2 separate regions of the Mus musculus genome follow, and region 1 is linked to region 2. A link is a contact called in public promoter capture Hi-C data. All regions are on one chromosome and are shown on one strand. The core of a region is the stretch at or near the end of the contact, and the rest is flanking DNA. Distances in the headings are between cores, read along the strand shown.

Region 1 (6,731 bases), core at 280-2,779, 530 kb before region 2:
AGGGTTGGTGTTAAGTTCTTTAACCTCCACCTCTGATCTCTTTCTTTTCTTTTCTTGTTTTTCTTTTCTGTGTTGGACGTGGAACTCAGTCTTGCACCTGTTAGCCACGTACTTTACCACCTCCAAATTCCAGCAGAATCGATTCTCTCCTTATACTGTGTGTATCTCTGGTCTGGGGCCAAACTCAGGTCAACAGTCTTGACAGCAAGTGCTTTACCAACTGGCCAGGTATTTGATTTCTTTTCCTTTTCTTTCTTTTTGAGACAGGGTCGGTCTCTCTCTCTCTCTCTCAACCTCTCTCTCTCTCCCTCCCTCCCTCCCTCTCATTTTTTCAAGGCAAGGTTTCTCTGTGTAGCCCTGGCTGTCTTGGAACTCACTATGTAGACCAGGCTGGTTTTGAACCCAGAGATCCACCTGCCACTGCCTCCCGAGTATTAATGGCATGTGAACTTACATATAATAAATAAATAAATCTTTTTTTTTTAAATCCAGCTTTTTCCAAGCCACAGAAATTAAAAAAAAAAAAAGTCACGTTAAAAAACTGGAAATAGCAGGACGCGGGGCAGAAGACTCGGAAGTTTGCCTTAGAGACACGGAGAAATGGAGGCCAGGTGGGGTTGCATGGCTTGCAAAGCCCCGTTTTCAATCCCGAGTTCTGCACATATTAACAAGAGGGTTAAATAAAAGGAAGACTGTGAGTCTCATTATCTCCGGGTGGTTCCCTTCTTGTAACCCAGGCATTGACTGGAAATGCACAGGGAGCTCTCTCAGGTGTTTCCAGGAGGTTGTTACCAGGAAATCAGCCTTGCAAAATGAGAAACTTTATCCTGCCTGTCAAGCGCCCTGCTCGCCCCTGCGGTGTCTTCTGCCCTCACGCGACCGCATCGCGGTACTGCACCTGCTCGGAGCTCTTTTAGGTCTTGTTCTGGGGATGTGAGCACGCTTCTCCAGGGAGGAAAGCAGAATGGCGCCCCCTGGCGTGGTGCAAGGCAGCGTACACTGATTCCTTTGTACTCCCAGCTGGTCATCCCTGCTCCTCTGAATGGGGAAACTGCAAGACTGCACACTGGTTCTTCAGCCTGAAACTGATGGGGAGAGGGAAGGGACAGAGAAAGAGGCCTGGGGGGGGGGCGGTGAGGACAGAGGGGTCTCAGTTGAGGATGCTAAACTGAGGCTTCTCCTATGGCAACACTGCTACCCTTGCGGTCCAACTTGGAAAGTAAGGCCATAGAGAGCCCATCTCCTCCCTCCTTCATTTTGTTCTTCTTTCTCTACATCCCTATCTCCCTACCACTCAACCCCCACATCTGGCGGTAAACTAGGCGATTCTGAAATGGGCTCTGAGTTTTTTCCCGATAGTAGGTAGACAATTGATCCTAAGGCTAGACATCTGTGATGACCATGGAGCCAGACTTGACCTCAGAGGAGCAGGTAAAGGGAGCTATGGCAAAGGGTAGTGTGTCATGTGGCAACTGGGTCCCCATGGCAACTGGACCCCCACCCTGTGGCATCTGTGAGGTCACCCTGCCTCTCCTGGCTGGAGGAATGGGTGGAGGCCAGACATGGAGGCCGCTCCCCGGGTCAGATCTGGCCTTCTCAGAATTCTTCTGCGGGCTGGGAGGCTCTCTGCACTGGTAAGCAGGGTATGGAGAGGGGACCTGGAGAGATTCAGCCATTCCCAGCCACCAAGGAATAAACAGTCAAGTCCTGAGAGCCCCATCTCCCAAGTGCTGTGGCATAGCTGTCTATCCGCAATCTTGTTTCCTTCTCCTCCTCTCCCCCTTCCTTTCTCTTCTCTCTTCCGTGTGTATGTGTGTGTGTGTGTGTGTGTGTGTGTGTTTAAGATAAGGGTCTATTATGTAGCCCTGGTGTCCTGGTACTTTCTATGTAGACCAGGCTAACCTTGAACTCAGAGATTTGCCTGCCTCTGCCTCCCCTGTGCTGAGACTAAAGATGTACATTATTATTCCTAGCCCTTCATTTCTTTCCCTTAAAAAGATTATATATTTATGTCTATAAATAGTGTGTGTGTGTGTGTCCTCTCCTTCCACCATGTGGGTCCTGGGGATTGAACTCAGGCCGCAGGCTTGGCAGACAGTGCCTTTACCTGTTGAGCAATCTCATTGGCCTACATTCCCTTTCCTTTCCTCACCCCTGCCCTTCTCCCTCCCTGGCCTCCTCTCTTTCTTTCTCTCCTTTCTGTTTAGTGTGCATGTATGTGGGTGTGGGTATGATGTATATACATGTGTGTAAATGCCTGTGTGTGCACATAGAAGCCAGAGGAGGGTGCTCTCTCTTTCCCTCTCTTTCCCTTCTCCCTCCCTCCCCCCTCCCTCTCCCTTATTTCTTTGATTCTTGGAACTTGGAGTTGATACATTTGTTTATTCATTTTATTTTGTCCAGCAGCTTTGCAAGCCACAGATATCCTCCTGTCTTCAAAAATACCTTCAGTACTGAGGTTGCATGCATGCACTGGGCCACGTGTGTCCTGAGTCATACATGCACTGGGCCACGTGTGTCCTGAGTCATACATGCTGGGCCATGTGTGTCCTGAGCCATACATGCACTGGGCCACGTGTGTCCTGAGCCATACATGCACTGGGCCATGTGTGTCCTGAGGCATACATGCACTGGGCCATGTGTGTCCTGAGCCATACATGCACTGGGCCTTGTGTGTCCTGAGGCATACATGCACTGGGCCACGTGTGTCCTGAGGCATACATGCACTGGGCCATGTGTGTCCTGAGCCATACGTGCACTGGACCATGTGTGTCCTGAGGCATACATGCTGGGCCACGTGTGTCCTGAGGCATACATGCACTGGGCCATGTGTGTCCTGAGCCATACATGCACTGGGTAATGTGTGTCCTGAGGCATACATGCTGGGCCATGTGTGTCCTGAGGCATACATGCACTGGGTCATGTGTGTCCTGAGCCATACATGCACTGGGCCATGTGTGTCCTGAGCCATACATACACTGGGTCATGTGTGTCCTGAGGCATACATGCACTGGGCCATGTGTGTCCTGAGGCATACATGCACTGTGCCATGTGTGTCCTGAGGCATACATGCTGGGCCATGTGTGTCCTGAGCCATACATGCACTGGGCCATGTGTGTCCTGAGGCATACATGCACTGGGTCATGTGTGTCCTGAGCCATACATGCACTGGGCCATGTGTGTCCTGAGCATACATGCACTGGGCCATGTGTGTCCTGAGCCATACATGCACTGGGCCATGTGTGTCCTGAGGTATACCAGCACTCGGCCATGTGTGTCCTGAGGCATACATGCACTGGGCCACGTGTGTCCTGAGCCATACATGCACTGGGCCTTGTGTGTCCTGTGGCATACATGCACTGGGCCATGTGTGTCCTGAGCCATACATGCACTGGGCCATGTGTGTCCTGAGCCATACATGCACTGGGCCATGTGTGTCCTGAGGCATACATGCACTGGGTCATGCCTGCTCTGTTTTATTATGTGGGTGCTGAGACCAGAACTCTCTGATCCTCATGCTTCACCAGCAAGTACTCTCCTCCTCCTCTTCCTCCTCCTCTTCTTCTTCCTCCTCCTCTTCTTCTTCCTCCTTTTCCTCTTCTTCCTCCTGCTCCTCTTCCTTCTCCTCCTCTTCCTCCTTCTCCATCTATACCTCCTCACCTCCCCTGCTGTCTTACTATGTGGTCCTCAAACTCACCACGTAGCCCAGGCTAGTTCCAAAACTCACTGTATAGCCCAGGCTAGCCTTGAACTCTTGACCTCTGTTCAAGAGCAGTCATGTGCACCAGGCCTGGCTTCCTATCCTGGTCCTTCAGATGTACATTGACCCTGAGATTCCCATGGATATAGGGTACCAGGTTGATCATCTCTGTCACCTCTGGGCTGGAGGCTTATGCTCTACCAGAGAGGCACACTCTTCATTGAGGAATTCTCAATTACAACTTTATCTCCCCCGCAACTTATCCCACTTCCTGGTGAATAGAAGACACCTTGAACAATCTGCCACTCAGATGAGAGACCTGGAAATCTGTCTCTCCTTCTCTCTGTCACAGTAGGTCTCACATTAAATCCGCCACCCCTCTCCCATGTCTCTACATCTCCCTGTCCTTAATGATACCTATATGCCCAGATTCCCTCATGCCAAGGGCAACCAGGATTCTAGGCAAGCCCAGGTATTTGGGAGAAGTCAGCCAGCCCTGCATTCGAATTTCACAGAGTTAATTAGAGGGGAGATCATCTCTACTTATGAGTTTTTAATTTTTATTAATCATTATTATTGTGTGTGATGTGTTTGGTGGGTGCTTGCTTGCCACAGCACTTATGTGGAAGTCAGAGGATGATTTGGGGACATTGGTTCTCTCCTCTTCCCTTTCCGTGGTTCTGGGGTCAGACTGAGGTCACCACGCTCGTGGGGTGAGAACTTGAGCCACTGAGCACTCTATGCTCGTTCATTTGTTTGGTTTCATGTAGATGAGGTTAGTTTTGAACTTCCTATATAGCCAGAGGAGCTTGGACACTAGATCCCTCTGCTCCTACCTGCAAAGTGCTGAGACTACAGGCATGCAACACCTCTCTTGGTTTTATGAAGAGCTGGGGCTTGAACCCAGGGTTTCATGCATGTTAGACAAGCACACCACAGCCAAGCTCCATCCCCATGCTTAAAAGTCACTCTTACGGGGCAGGAGAGATGGCTCAGCAGTTAAGAGCACTGACTCTTCTTCCAGAGGTCCTGAGTTCAATTCCCAGCAACCACAAGGTGGCTCACAACTATCTGTAATGGGTTCTGATCTGCAACAGCATGCTTACATACATTAAAAAAAAAGTCACTCTTAAAAAAAATCTTTGGAGGTAGAGGCAGGTAGATCTCTGAGTTCAAGGTCAGCCTGGTCTTGTTCCAAGACAGCCAGGGCTACACAGAGGGAGAAAAAAGATTATAGGCAGGGCATGGTAGCACATGCCTTTAATCTTAGCACTCAAGAGGTAAAGGCAGGAGGATCTCTGTGAGTTCAAGGCCAGCTTTATCCACATAGCAATCTCCAAAATAGCCAGGATTACCTTGAGAGACCATGTCTCGAAAGAAACCAAAATCAAATGAATGAATGAATGAATGAATGAATGAATGAGAGACTATTCCTGTGTATCACAAGTGAATTGAGACAGCTCACAATGACCGAGCAACCCCTATCTCTAAAGCACTGGTTGGGTTTCACCCAGGTTGGTGACACTGGTGTCCCCATCTTCCTACAGCTGATCCAGAACCGCACTCACTTGTACCGCTTTCTGCTCCTGAAGATGGCCATCTTTCAGCACTGGGTGTTGGGGCTGGCCCAGGAAGCCCGGGGTTCAGGCAGTGACCAGGCCCGCCAGCTTCCGGAAGTCATCATAACCTGTGCTCTGAGTTTGGCCCTTCGAGCTGGACTAACATTGCTGTGGGTCCCCATGTGGCTGCTGCTCTGGGGACCCAGGCTGGCATACAGAGTCGGGCTGTGCTGCACTCGTACTGTGAGGTTGGCCCTGGGGCATCTCTGTGTCTGTGAACCTCTCGGTCTGTCTCCAGCCACCTTCAGGGACCTGTTTCTATCCTGCCTGCACAGCCTGATGCTGGTAGCTTTGCTGCTGCTGCTGCTAACCTGGAAGCTGATGCAGAAAGCCCATCACTTTAGTCTGGGCTGGCTGCCCAGTCAGGTGGGTTAACAGGGATGCAGGCTGATGAGCTTGGGGACTTTGGGTGTGGCCACAGCTGGTCAGTACTGGCCATGGGAAGGTCCTGGGGGCCACTTAACATGCTGTCTGTCTGTCTCTCTTAAATTATTATTATTAATGTGTGTGTGTGTGTGTGTGTGTGTGTGTGCATGTGTGTGTGTGTGTATGGCAGGAAGCCAGAAGAGGGCATTAGATCCTCTGTAGCTGTAGTGACAGGCAGTTGTGAGCTTGTACCTACATTACCTAATGTGGTTAATAGAGATCAAACTGGAGTCCTCTGCGAGAGCAGTATTTGCTCTTAGCCGCAAACCCATCTCTACAGCCCCGTACAACATTGCTTTTAACTTTTTTCTCCAGAAAGTCTCTTTAAGAAGCCCTGGCTGTCCCAGAACTCCATCTGTAGACCAGGCTGGCTTTGAATTCTTACAGCTCTGCTTGCCTCTGCCTCCCAAGTGCTGAGGATCAAAGGGGTGCGCTCCCACCACCAGGCTCATAGAATGTTACTTAAAAAAATTTGCATGTTGCACACAAGTGGGTGTCAGCATCAGGGTTTGTTTCTTTTCTTCCACAATGCTAGGGCTGGGGCCGGGGCTCAAACTTGGCCGACTTGAGCCATCCTTCCAGTCCTTACCAATGCTCTTGCCTGGCCGGACCCTCCTGCAGAATTCTGTGTTGCTGGAAGCCCCGGCCCTGCTGAGACGCCTCTACCTGTGGGTGGAACACAGGACCACACTCACTTCCTGGAACCTGGCCTATCTTGTCACTTGGACGACCTGCCTTGCTTCCCACCTGCTTCAAGCTGCCTTTGAACACACAACCCAACTGGCCCAGGCCCAGGAAGTCAAATCCCAGGAGACCTCGGGGCCCCCGCCTCAGTTCTTAATTCCAGAATCCTCCACCACTGAGTCTGGACCCCTCCCACCCCAGCCTGAAACCCCTGGAGAATAAATGTGTCCCCCACCTGCCCCTCCGACTCACCATCTTTTTGCCTCGCTATTCTGTGGAAGTCTATTCTGTGCCATGTGTGC
Region 2 (6,873 bases), core at 3,801-6,300:
TTCCTTCCTTCCACCATGTGGGGCCTGGGAATCACATTCAATGTGCCAGGTTTGATGGCAACCACCTTGGTGCGCCGAGTCATCCCACTAGCTCTCTCGTATTTCTTGAGCATCTATTATGTGCCAAGCACTGAGGGCATGGGGGGTCACAGAAAACAGGCCCCGTGTGGGATGTGGTTGGTGCTGTGTTCCTGTAACCTCATCACTTGGCTGAGATAGAAGGATTGTTCTGAGTTCCAGGCCCAGCATGAACTACAGAGTAAGATTTTGTTCAGAGACAAATAGAGAACGTGTTTAGGTAGATGCTAGCTGATGAGGTGGCTCGCAGGGTATAGGTGTTTAGTGCCAAGCCTGATGACCAGAGTTCGATTCCTGGACCCCACGTAGTGAAAGGAAAAAGCCAACTTCTGCAATATCACTCTCCCTCTTGCCTCTACTATATGCACCGCGGGATGTGCACATGCAGGTGCTCATGCACACGCGCGCGCGCACACACACTCACGCACACACACTCTCACACACTCACACACACACATGAAGATGTCATTTAAAACTCTTTAATAGAGGCTGGGGTGGCTCCATTGATAAACTGTTTGCTGAGCATGTGTGGAGCCCTGGGCTCCATTCTTTTTTTTTTTTTTAAACATTATGTATGTATTATGTATGTATGTATGTATGCATGCATTTTTTTTTAAGATTTATTTATTTATTATATGTAAGTACACTGTAGCTGTCTTCAGACACTCCAGAAGAGGGAGTCAGATCTTGTTACAGATGGTTGTGAGCCACCATGTGGTTGCTGGGATTTGAACTTCAGACCTTCGGAGAGCAGTCAGGTGCTCTTACCCACTGAGCCATCTCACCAGCCCCCTGGGCTCCATTCTTGACACCACATAAACTGGGTATGATGGCAGACACCTGTCGTCATGACACTCAGGAGATAGAGGCAGGTGGATCAGAAGTTCAAAACCGTTGGGCATGGTGGAGCACGCCTTTAATCCCAGCACTCAGGAGACAGAGGCAGGCCATTTCTGAGTTCGAGGCCAGCCTGGTCTACAAAGTGAGTTCCAGGACAGCTAGGGCTATACAGAGAAACCCTGTCTCGAAAAACCAAAAAGGAGAAGAAGAAGGGAGAAGGGAGAAGGGAGAAGGAGAAGGAGGAGAGGAAGAGGAAGAGGAAGAGGAAGAAGAAGAAGAAGAAGAAGAAGAAGAAGAAGAAGAAGAAGAAGAAGAAGAAGAAGAAGAAGAAGAAGAAGAAGAAGAAGAAGATGTTGTTCAAAACCAGCTGGGAGGTGGTGGCACACACCCTTTTTTATTTTTATTTATTTATTTTTTTGAGATTTACTTATTTTCTGTATACGCATACACTGCAGCTGTCTTCAGAACACTAGAAGAGGGCATCGGATCCCATTACAGATGGTTGTGAGGCATTATGTGGCTACTGGGAATTGAACTCAAGACCTCTGGAAGAGCAGGCAGTGCTCCTAACCGCTGAGCCATCTCTCCAGCCCCTAATGGTGCACACCTTTAACCAAGAAGGAAGAAAGGAAGGAATTCAAAGCCATCCTCAGCTACATAGTATGTTGGAAGTCAGCCTGAGCTACATGAGACCCTGTCTCAAACAAAACTTAAGAATTGCTGGTGAGGGTGAGGGGCTGGAGAGACTGCTCTCCCGGAGGTCCTGAGTTCAACTCCCAGCAACCACACGGTGGCTCACAACCATCTCTGATGGGATCTGATGCTCTCTGGTGTGTCTGAAGACAGTGACAGTGTACTCACATAAATAAATAACTCTTTTTTAAAAAAGAGAGACATTCTGGTGAGGATGGAGAGATAGCTCAGCCATTAGCATTGGCTTCGTTTGGTTTTCATCATCCGCTTGGTGGCTCACAACCATTTGTAACTCTTGTCTCAGGGGAACTGGTGTCCCTTTCTGGACTCTGAAATCACCAGGCCATGCACATGGTGCACAGACATACAGGCAGACCAAAGACCCATACACATTTAATTAATTAATTAGTTAATTAATTAATTAAAAGACTTTGTACATAGAGGAGCTAGGCATATGCCTTTAATCCCAAAACTAAGAGGCAGAGGCTGGTAGATCTCTGTTTGAGGCTAGCCTGGTCTACATAGGAAGTCCCAAGCCAGCCAAGGCTACATAATAAGACCCTGTCTCAGAAGAAATGGAGAGAAAGGAAAAGGGGAAGGGACCTGAGACCAGGTAGACAGTGGCCCCTGGGATCCAGTCAGCACCCTGGCAGCCTTTGCCTACCTTCTTCCCTGCTGGGTAGAGCACGCCCATTCATTCCCTGGGTCACATTCCTAAGACTGACCCTGAAGCTGAATACCTCAGTCCGGGGAAGAGCTTATGTTTCCATCTGGGAGGCCCAGCGGTACAGCCGAGAGGCTGAGAAACATTAAGCATTGCCTAACCCAGTATCAGGAGCCATGTATTCGAGGCCCATCCAGCGTGGATTCCCACCAGCAACTCTGCACAGTACACATATTATTGATCTCCAAGTCCTGTTCACGTACAACTTCTCCCATCTTCCACAAAGATCCTCAGCCCTCTGGGAGAGAAGCCCCCAGACTCCTCCTGCCCCGTCTGTTCGGCCTCTTGCTCCTGACTGGTACAACTGCCTCTCTCCTATCCAGGTGAAGCTCTGGGCATCAAATACCCAGTGCAGGTGCCCTACAAGAGAATCAAAAGCAACCCAGGCTCGGTAATCATTGAAGGCCTACCCCCCGGGATCCCATTCCGCAAACCCTGCACCTTTGGCTCCCAGAACCTGGAAAGGATTCTCTCTGTGGCTGACAAGATCAAGTTCACGGTCACCAGGTATTTGATGAGGAAGAGCTCAGACTAGCCTGGCTGGGATTGGGAGCTGGCTCCAGAAGTTCCTATAGTAGGGGGTGTTGGAGAGGGACTACAGCTAGCCAGTCGCGCTAAATGACTTGCTCCGTGTTTGGTGAAAAAAAACCTTTGCTCAAAAAGGAAACAAAGAAAAGTAGACTGATGAAGGAAGATTCTGGAAGGCGACCTTTGGCATGCATGTGTGCACATAAACAAGACTACTTCTCTCCCCCACCCCCCGTGCACATGCTCACACGGTACAGATCCCAAAACAGGCCTCGAATCCCAGCACACAGGAAGCAGAGGCAGGAAGGTTATGGGTTAACCTTCATAACCATAAAGTTATGCCCAGCCTTCATAATTAGACCCTTTCTTTAAAACAAAAACAAAAGCTAGGGAAGTGGCCTGGTTGGTTTCATGGCGTGTCTAGGACACACGAAGTCCTGAGTCCCATCCCCAGCTCTCATAAACCAGGAGTAGTGGTGCATACCTGTAACCTCAGCGCTCAGGCGGTAGAAGCAGGAGGAGCAGACTTTCAGAGTCAGCCTTGGCTAGAACATCAGGATTCAAGGCTAGGCTGGGCTCCATGAGACCTCTCAAAGAGTCAAACATTGAATGCTAGTGTCTGAAAAGGACCCTGGGCTTTTGTTACCAATCCCTTGGCAAGCTAGTATCATCATCTACCTGGTGGTAACCTCGTCCCCATCCCTTTCCCCTGAAGCTCACTTCTGTTTCCCTTCCAGGCCATTCCAAGGACTTATCCCAAAGCCTGGTAAGTGGTACTTCTGGGGGTTTGGGAGGTACTTGGTATTAGGGGTGGGGGTTTGTGCACAGTTCTGGAAATTCAAAACCTTCATGGGAGACACCTGCCTGGCTCAGGCGCAGGACCAGGGTACTACCCTGCTGTTCCTGCAACTCCCTTTGCGTCTGCCTCCGGTTGATGGAGAAAGGCTGCAGAATCCCTGGTCTTAAGACCCAGAGACCCCGTTGAGATAACATTGGAACCACGGGCTTCACCCAGTCAGTCCCATGACCTCCGGGAGACCTGGCTAACTCAGGAAATGGGGAAAATTGATGGCAAATGTATTTGAATGTTGTCATAGGGTACAGGGAGCTTGGTGGTAATATGTGAGGCATTGGGGAGCTAGGAAGATAACATAGTCTATAAAGTATTTGCTGTGCAAACAAGAGAACCTGAGTTTAATCCCAGGAACCCACATTTAAAAAAATCTGTGTAGGGGTGGATGGGATGGGGGGGGGGGAGAAAACACAGCTGTGCTTTGTGGTGCAGTTTGTAATCCTGTTTGGAGGAGGTGGAGCTTTGCAAATTGCTAGGGCTCACTGAGCAGCCTGCCTGGTCTATTCAGCAAGTTAGCTCCAGGTCAGTGAGAGACCATCTCAAATGAACAAAAGAAAAAAAGCTGAGCATAGTGGCCCACCTGGGAGGCAGAATTTGAGGTTTGCTTGTCTACAAAATGAATTCTAGGACAGCCTGGCGCTACACAGAGAAACATTGTTTCAAAAAACAAAAGCTAGAGAGCTCCTCTGGAATCCCCAGTGAAAGGCTGGTGAGTGGCTCAGTGGTAGAGCCCCTGCCTAGAATCCCCCAGTGAGGGGCTGGGGGCGTGGCTCAGTGGTAGAGCCCCTGCCTAGAATCCCCCAGTGAGGGGCTGGGGGCGTGGCTCAGTGGTAGAGCCCCTGCCTAGAATCCCCCAGGGAGGGGCTGGGGGTGTGGCTCAGTGGTAGAGCCCCTGCCTAGAATCCCCCAGTGAGGGGCTGGGGGCATGGCTAAATCAAGCTTGCTAAGATTTCGTGTATTTCACCAAGCCTGGTTTATGAGGTACTGGGGCTGGAACCAGGGCTTTATGCACTCTAGACAAGAACCTATCAAATCAAGTATATCCTTAGCCCCCAAGACCCCATCTTGAAAAAAAAAAGTAAACAAAACAAACAAAAGAAGCCCCTGGCCTCATTTTTACCTGCTGCAGCAGCTAACTGGGTGGACTCTAGGATCCTGGTGCCCACTGTGGAGAGAGCCCTGGGTGGGACCAGAGGCTGGACCAGAGCTGGCAGTCAGACCATGAGGGAAATGAGTACTTCCTCAGGAAGGAAGCTGGGGACAAGGCAGTACTTGTGAACACAGAGGGCTGCCTTTCCACCAATGAGAGATCCAGAAAGTCCCTTCTTTGGGACTGACCCTAGCTCAGCCTGTCTGCCCTCCACCCCAGCTCTTGAGTTAGTTTGTAAACATGGGCCTCTTGGACCCTGGCTGATGATAGCCTAAAGTCAGACCCTAGCCAGTTGCCACCCCTGACACAAGTGATTATCTAAGCTGATGTCACTGCTGGGTGCTTCTGCTCCTGTCCCTCTGGGGTCCAGGAAGTATGGCTAGACCTCCAGCCTCGGTAGGAACCCAGTATATAAGTCAGCCAATCCCCCTACAGCCCCCATGGCTCTCCCTGGCCTCCAAACGCACTCGTTTTGGGGACAGCGTCCTGATATGTATCCCAGACTGGCCTCAAATTTGTGGCCTTTCTGCCTCAGCTTCCAGAGCGTTGAAGTTACAGTAGTGGGCCACCACTCTGGGATCGGTTACCTTCTCCCAGGAGGAAACATAGACTCAAGAGAGTTGAAGGAAATTTCTCGAAGTCACAGAGCATTTGCCTAGCCTGGCTGAGATTTGAAAGGAAAAGACTTCCCTACTTGCAGGAGCTAAGTTGTACCTTAATGTGCTAAATCTGATTCTGCTGAGTGTCTCTCTGTCGCCCCCTCCTGACCACTAGGTGCAATGACATGGGTCCTATGGTCCTATCTGTAACCTCCCTTTTTTACAAATTCCCAGTTTAAACTGGTTTATTTACTTGATGGATAGGGTTTGATATTAGGATTTTTTACTTATGTTCGTTATGTTTTTTCTAGACAGGGTTTTTCTGTGTAACCCTGGCTTTCTTGGAACTTGTTCTGTTTACCAGGCTGGTCTTGAACTTATAGAGATCTGCTTGTCTCTGGCTCCAGAGTACTAGGATTAAAGTCATGAGCCACTAGCATCTGGTTTTAGAATTTTGAGTGAGTGTGTGCGTGAGTGGGGGGAGTGTGCCTCTGTGTGTGTGTATGTGTGTGTGTGTGTGTGTGTTTATGTACAGAGGCCAGAGAGCAACCCTAGATGTTGGTCCTGTGGAGCTGCCCTATTAAATGTATTATTATTTTTATTTTATTTTATTTTTTTAAAGATAGTATCTCTCACTGGCCTGAAGCTAGGCTGACCAACTAGTCCCAGGCATCCTTCTGTATCTGCCTCTCTGGTGATGGGATTACAATTTCACACTATCGTTCATAACTTTTAATCGAGGGGGTGGGGGAGAGGTAGGGAAAAGAATTGTTTGTGAGTGCAATTCCTTTAGAGACCAGAAGATGTCACCAGATCCCCTGCTGCTGGAGTTTCAGTTTTGAGCTGCCTGGCACAGGCCCTGAGAACTGAACTCAGGTCCTCTCAAAGAACAGTGAGCATTCTAAACCACTGAGCCATCTCTCCAGCCCTAAGCCTTGCTTTAAAAAAAAAAAAAGAATTACTACATAGTGTGTGTATGTGTGTGTGTGTGTGTATGTATACACCCAGGTCTTCAACCTTAGAGGCAGGAAGGTGTTTTTACCATCTGAGCTACTTGGCTGGCTTCAGGCCCTGCTTTTACAGAGGATGTGGGGCTCAGATCTTATGTTTCCAAGCTAAACACTTTACCCACTCAGCTTTTGTCTGTTGTGGTTATTGCTGCTGTGTTTTGGGGGGGGGGGGATTCTTTATCTGTTTGTTTCACCTGCACGTGTTTATGCGCACCATGTGTGCCTGGTGTCTGTGGAGGCCAGAGAACTAGAGATGTAGGTGGTTGTAAGCCACAATGAATGCTGGGAACCGAACCTTGTTCTTTTGCAAGAGCAACCATCGCTCTTGAACCACTGAGCCATCTCTCTACCCCCACCCCAAGCCCAGTTTCTTCTTTTTTAAAAAAATATTTATTTAT

What was found. Promoter capture Hi-C pulls out the DNA fragments that hold promoters and counts their contacts.
Region 1: a promoter capture Hi-C map of liver shows a contact between it and region 2, with 4 times the contacts expected there. The contact joins the promoter of Tmem270 here to the enhancer-like site in region 2. A contact is called at or near these places in 2 of 39 promoter capture datasets (hippocampal neurons and liver), 8 of 484 Hi-C or Micro-C datasets (B cells, cerebellum, cortical neurons and 4 more) and 1 of 115 datasets of contacts at active chromatin or transcription factors (embryonic stem cells).

Annotation. Positions count from the first base shown.
Region 1 is chr5:134,901,531-134,908,261 of GRCm38.p6, reverse strand. Tmem270 (transmembrane protein 270) reads left to right here and starts at 1,529. Exons shown (of 3, transcript NM_194065.3): 1 at 1,529-1,634; 2 at 5,248-5,685; 3 at 6,367-6,669. The coding sequence starts at 1,563. The coding sequence ends at 6,651.
Region 2 is chr5:134,372,863-134,379,735 of GRCm38.p6, reverse strand. It overlaps Gtf2ird1 (general transcription factor II I repeat domain-containing 1), which reads left to right. Exons shown (of 30, transcript NM_001081464.2): 21 at 2,659-2,842; 22 at 3,601-3,629. Among named protein-coding and RNA genes, the nearest start is that of Gm46925, 28 kb to the right of the region's middle. Within about 2 kb of position 5,050, at least 60 of the 459 cell types and tissues checked have an H3K27ac peak or open chromatin away from gene starts, as enhancers often do. A contact at or near this core is called in liver, where this site is marked.